Linked DNA regions of Pan troglodytes: region 1 is linked to region 2. The links are chromatin contacts, called in public Hi-C maps. All regions are on one chromosome and are shown on one strand. The core of a region is the stretch at or near the end of the contact, and the rest is flanking DNA. Distances in the headings are between cores, read along the strand shown.

Region 1 (3,033 bases), core at 418-2,917, 820 kb before region 2:
TACAGTCATCCCTTGGTATCCACAGAAGGACTGGTTCCAGGACTCACCCCCTACCAAAATCCGCAGCTCAAGTCCCTTAAATAAAATGTAGTATTTGCATGTAACTTATGCCCATCCTCCCATCTACTTTAAGTCTTCTCTAGATTACTTAGATTACTTAGAATACCTAATACAATGTAAATACTAAATAATTGTCATATATATATTTTTTAAATTTCTTTTTCCAAATATTTTTGATGCAACATTGGTTGAATCCACAGATTCGGAACCTGATAGGGAGAGCTGACTGTACTATCCTCATTCCACAGATAAGAAAGAAGAGCGGTGCCTGAGGTGCACAAAAACATATAGGAAAGACTGGGTCAGTTGTCAAGAGGTTTGGGATGCAAAGGTTGGTTTGGAATTGGAGTCACTGCAGGTTATTTAGAATGATGATTGAAAAATGCAGATTAAGAAAATTAAACCTGGGAGTGGTACATCACACAGTGGCCCTCAAGCTTAGCTACCCTTAACTCCTCATGCCCAGGCCTCACCTGCAATCAATTACATCAGAATTTCCTGGGTGGACCCAGCTGATTTTAACATATAGCTAACCACTGGTAACAGCAAGGTCTATTCAAATTCACTTAATCCCAGTAGCCCCCGGAGGTAAAGACTATTTTTATTTCCATTGTACAGATGGGGAAAGTGACTCGGAGGGGCCGGGCGCACCCCTGAGAAATCTTTACTTATTTCCCCAACCTGCGCACACCTGACTCCAGAGCTGCATATTCTTACTTTCTATTAAAAGCAGAGTCTGTTTCTTATTCTTCCCTCGAGCACACAAGCTAACACCTCTTAGGTGATGGTAAATGTCTATTAGAAAAACAAAAAAGGGAGAGGTGGCTCCATTTAATTTTCCAACTTCCTGGACTAGGTGCCAAACAAACCTGGTTAAAAAACCTCCTACTCAGCAAATCTCACCTTCTCCCAACCAAAACACGCTTCAAGCTCCATCTGCGCACCTCCTGGGCTTAGGGAGGCAAGGATGAAAGGGACAAGGTAAACAATCCTGCCTCTGGGGAGCTTTCAAGTTAGAACCTGAGAATAAGCCATATAAACAGATGACCAGCCTTTGAAAGTTGTTGTCAGGATTAAATGCATAATTTTGCAGAAGGCGTTTCGTTCGGGGCCTACCACGTGGAAAGCGCTCACCAGACGACAGCTGCAAATAAAATAAACAACTGCGCACCCCAATAGCGTTAGGGGCCCCGCGAATTCCTAACTCCCTGTCTTACCCCTTTGCTTCTTTCCCTGACTACCCCCACACCCGACCGAACTCCACCAGAGGCTGCGGCTCCTCTCAGGCATTGTCAGCTGCACCTTGCGCCCCAGCCCCACCAGCCCTGAACAAGGCGCCGGCGTTTCCAAGAACCAAGGGCTGCAGGCGCACGAGGAAAGCGCGGAGGAGTCAGTGACCGGGCGCACTAGGAAGCCTGGCTCCCCGTCCCGGCACTGTCTCGGCCGGCTGTGCGACCCCAGCACAGTACCTAGGCCCTTTCCTCTCTCGCCCTGGAGGACTTTCGGAAGAGCGAGATTTCCTTTCGCCGCAAAACACCAAACTCGGAAAGGGCCGCGGTTTCCTCGCCCAGGGCCCTTACCTTTCTTGGCCCCACGCGCTCGCCGTTACCCCGGCAACGCCGGCCGTGGGGCGGACACCGCTGCCGTCAAGCAGTGCGGCCGCAAAGCCAGCCGAGTGCGCAGCCGCAGAGCTCCCGTCGGGACTTGGCGGAGAGCGCCTGCGCACGGCCGGCTGGCGGGTGTTCTGTGCGCCAGCTCTGCCACTGCGGAGTATGAGGCGGAGGCTGCGTGCGCTCTTTGCTGCTCTCTGCAGGATTGTACGGAAGCCAGAACGATCCTGCAAGACGCATTTTACAGATGAGATGCAGTTACCCGTCAAATGTCACATAGTCACGTGGGAGATGGGAGAGACCTAGAGTCTTCCGCCCTCGGTGGATGGGATGTTTGAGGCGACCGACAGGACTTTATTAAATGGCCCTGAGGAAACTGATCTCATCTTTCTCAATGTAGAAAGAGGATCACAGCAGCGCACCTGTGTACGCTGCAGCATGCGGGGAACTTGCAAGGACGTTTCCTCTGGCAGACACCTGGCCAGAAGCCTCTGTGTGCCCAGACTGCCTGTGCAGTTAAGGGACAATAGGCGGCAGGTCCACCTGCTCTGCATCCCCATTTTCCCCCCTCACTGGCTGCGTGAGCTTGAATGACTGACAACCTTTCTGAGCTTGAGTTTACTGAAAAATGGGCCATCAGAATTACGGGAGATGAGCAAAACTGGAGTGCAATAGGAAGTGTAAGTTTCTCCTGACCTGGTTATTTTAAAGGAGCCCTGTGGGGAGTCCAATATATACTTTCCCAAATATGAATCACAGGAGTTCCACCACACAGACTAAGCAGGAGGCAAAGGAGGATGGCAAGGAAGTGTGGCAAATACTGCTGGAGAGATTCATGGTGCTAGATGTGATGATGGATGTTGAATTTTGGACTTCTGCCAATGTTCTTGCCTCCATTCCTTCACGCATGCTGTTGCCTCTATGTTCCCTCCCCTCTGTTAGCTGCAGTAATTCCTGGTCAGCCTTTAGGTCTCAGCTCAAATATCACCTCTTCCAGGAGACTTCTTGCCTTCCCAGACCTGCTTGGGTGACTTGCCTCTGTGCTCTGCAGTAGTCTGGCATGGCATGTGTTGTCCCTGTTTTTCTGGCCCTTTTTATTTTTTGAGACTGAGCCTGGCTCTGTCGCCCAGGCTGGAATGCAGTGGCACCATCTCAGCTCACTTACCTCACTGCAACCTCTGCCTCCCAGGTTCAGGTGATTCTCCTGCCTCAGCCTCCCGAGTAGCTCGGATTACAGGCGCCTGCCACCACGCCCGGCTGATTGTTATATTTTTAGTAGAAACGGGGTTTCACCACGTTGGCCAGGCTGGTCTCAAACTCCTGACCTCAAGCGATCCTCCCGCCGCGGCCTCCCAAAGTGCTG
Region 2 (3,307 bases), core at 365-2,864:
TCAGTTGTTTGCCTTCCCAATGTATTGTTTTAGAATTACAAACATTTTGCTTTTTTCATTTCAGCTGTTCTTAAATGTATCAAGAAGCTTTCAATTGCCAGTAATGGAAAACTTATTCTAATGAATTTTTTAAAATAAAAGGAATTTAGTGATTCACATAGCTGAAAAGTCTGAAGGTCTGGTGGGCTTCGGGTGCAGTTTGACTCAGAGGATCATGGTGTTCTCAGGTTCTGCCTTCATTGCTCTTGTGGTTTTCTTGTTATGTGGCCTTGTCTTTGGGCTGACTTCCACCGTGGTAGCAGATGGCGACATAATGTTAGCCAGGGAGAATGTTTCTTCTGATAGCTTTCTTGGGCTTTGTTCCAGAAAGTCTGCAGCTAACGTCTGTGAGTCATGTGCTCCTTCTTGAGCCAATCACTGGGATTTTCTGGAATGTGTCCTCCATATATTTGGTTGTGTTTCCATCAGTGTCTCTACTTCCTTTATTGCTGTTTAGTGCGGCATCCGTTTCCGGGATTGCCTCACTCTTCCTGAACTTCATTTCTTCCCTGAACTTTACTATCTTTTAATCTCCCCTTTTTGTCCTGTTTCTTATTTGAGTTCCTGTTTCAGGGAGGCTATGCCTATTTTTTAAAAGTCTCATAGAGAAATATTTGTTCAGGCTGGGTGCAGTGGCTCACACCTGTAATCTCAGCACTTTGGGAAGCCGAGGCGGGCAGATCACCTGAGGTCAGGGGTTGGAGACCAGCATGGCCAACACGGTGAAACCCCATCTCTACTAAAAACACAAAAATTAGCTGGGCGTGGTGGCGGACACCTGTAGTCCCAGCTACTCCAGGAGGCTGAGGCAGGAGAATCGCTTGAACCCAGGAGGCAAAGGTTGCAGTGAGCCAGGATCATGCCGCTGCACTCCAGCCTGGGCAATAGAATAAGACTTCCTCTCAAAAATAAATAAATGAATAAATAAATAAATGGAAAAATGTTGGTTCATAACTTTCTAATTCTTTTTTTTTTTTTTTTTTTTTTTTGAGACGGAGTCTTGTTCTGTCACCCAGGCTGGAGTGCAGTGGCGCGATCTCGGCTCACTGCAAGCTCCGCCTCCCGGGTTCACGCCATTCTCCTGCCTCAGCCTCTCAAGCAGCTGGGACTACAGGCACCCGCCACGACGTCCGGCTAATTTTTTGTATTTTTATTAGAGACGGGGTTTCACCGTGTTAGCCAGGATGGTCTCGATCTCCTGACCTCGTGATCCACCCGCCTCGGCCTCCCAAAGTGCTGGGATTACAGGCGTGAGCCACCGCGCCCGGCCAACTTTCTAATTCTTTCCAGCATAATCTCTCTGGCTGTCTGGTGTGTCTTCATTGACCTTTTCTTGGCAATATTCCTTTCCTTCCTTTGTCCTGTACCTTATTTGCATCGTCTGTGATGGAGCCTTTCTCACGATGACTCAGTTTTCAATGTGGATGGTTCTTTCTGGGTTTCCAGCCTGCTGAGTGGTTGTGACTGGGAGGAGCTGGGGTGGAGTGGGGGGGCACTGGCAACCTTCATTGCAGTCAGCCGCCTCAGAGAGCTTTCTTTCCAGCCCTCCATCCTGAGGGCATTTCTCCTCTCTAGGACAGAAGGAATTTTGACTGCTGCTCACACTTTGTGTTTGAATCGATCAACAAGCAGGGTAGTGTTCAGCTTTGTAAAGAATTTTGGCTATGATAATCCTACAATTCAGCCCCACAGCCACCCTGATGACACTGAAATGCGTCACGGGCTGCTTTTGTTGCTGTTTGGTATTCAGTCTTTTTCTCAATCTATTGGAAACAAGGCCGAAATGAAAGTTCAGTTAACATAAAGTTTAAGAGTCTTTCCTTTGGATCCCAAAGTTATTTAATTTTTTAATTTTTAGAGCTAAATTTAAATGATTTTTCCACTCGGGTTCCACATGCTTCCAGTACTTGGAAGCATGAGAAGTGTATATGTTGAGTTTATGCCCAAGTTCCCAAATAGATAATCTTTGAAACCTATAACATTTACAATATTAAAAACAAAACAAAACAAAAACAACAACAACAAGAAACCACACCATACTGGGATAGAGATATGCGGAAACTTACAAAGTAAAACTAAAATTTTGAAACTGGGTTACTTCATGATTTGAAGAACAGTGTACTTTGTAGAACAAAGGAAAGGATTTTCATAGCGAGTGGGAATCCAACAGAAAGGGTAGAAACTGGCATTGACAATGTGTCTGCTAGCACAGCTAGCACTGGGCTGCGTTTCAGAGTAAATAAGCAAAGGCCTTTGCCCTCAGGAGCTCTTGGTTTGGTCTACAGGGGAGATAAAGCCATGCGTAATTATAGTAGGCCATATTAAATGCCATGAGAAAAGTGGTATGATCAAAGGAGAATGGCCAGGCTGTATCATTATCCATATTTTTCAAAGATGCAGAAGTAGATCAGAGAGATTCTGTAACACGCCTAAACTCACGCAGCCAGTCTGTGGCAGAACCAAGATCAGAACCTGCTTCTAGCTAACTGCTGGCTGGCAGGATGGGAATTTTTTTTTTTTTTTTTTTTTTTTTGAGATGGAGTCTCGCTCTGTCACCCAGGCTGGAGTGCAGTGGCGCGATCTCCACTCACTGCAAGCTCCGCCTCCCGTGTTCACACCATTCTGCTGCCTCAGCCTCCTGAGTAGCTGGGACTACAGGTGCCCACCACCACGCCCGGCTAATTTTTTATATTTTTTAGTAGAGACGGGGTTTCACCGTGTTAGCCAGGATGTCTCAATCTCCTGACCTCATGATCCACTAGTCTCGGCCTCCCAAAGTGCTGGGATTATAGGCGTGAGCCACCGCGCCCGGCCAAGATGGGAAATTTTAAATAGTTTTACAGTTTACGGAACTCTTGTTCTTAGTAATCAGTTAAAATTCACTTAATCTGCTCATGCAATAATCAATGGGTTATAGCAAATACTTTGTTTGTGTCTACTGAAGTACTGTGTTTAGAATGCCGCATTCCTCAAACCTGCTTTGAGATCTTGTTCTTTTAAGGGCCCATGCCAATGCCACTTTCTTTATGAAATCCATACCTAAGTCCCTTCAAAATAGGACTTGAAGCTGGGCGTGGTGGCTCACGCCTGTAGTTCCAGCACTTTGGGAGGCCGAGCCGGGGGGGATCACCCAAGGTCGGGAGTTCAAGACCCAGCCTGACCAACGTGGAGAAACCCCGTCTCTACTAAAAATACAAAATTAGCTGGGCGTGGTGGTGCATGCCTCTAATCCCAGCTACTCGGGAGGCTGAGGCAGGAAAATCGCTTG

Evidence for each region. A called contact is a pair of places that touch in the nucleus more often than the background predicts.
Region 1: a contact with region 2 is called in a Hi-C map of stem cell-derived neural progenitor cells, with 6 times the contacts expected there. The contact joins the promoter of TSEN2 here to the enhancer-like site in region 2. A contact is called at or near these places in 1 of 7 Hi-C or Micro-C datasets (stem cell-derived neural progenitor cells) and 1 of 1 datasets of contacts at active chromatin or transcription factors (stem cell-derived excitatory neurons).

The regions. Positions count from the first base shown.
Region 1 is chr2:16,492,280-16,495,312 of NHGRI_mPanTro3-v2.0_pri, reverse strand. TSEN2 (tRNA splicing endonuclease subunit 2) reads right to left here and starts at 1,667. Exons shown (of 12, transcript NM_001280291.1): 1 at 1,641-1,667.
Region 2 is chr2:15,676,533-15,679,839 of NHGRI_mPanTro3-v2.0_pri, reverse strand. The region is part of intron 2 of VGLL4 (vestigial like family member 4); the gene reads left to right. Among named protein-coding and RNA genes, the nearest start is that of VGLL4, 61 kb to the left of the region's middle. Within about 2 kb of position 1,614, at least 7 of the 24 cell types and tissues checked have an H3K27ac peak or open chromatin away from gene starts, as enhancers often do. A contact at or near this core is called in stem cell-derived neural progenitor cells, where this site is marked.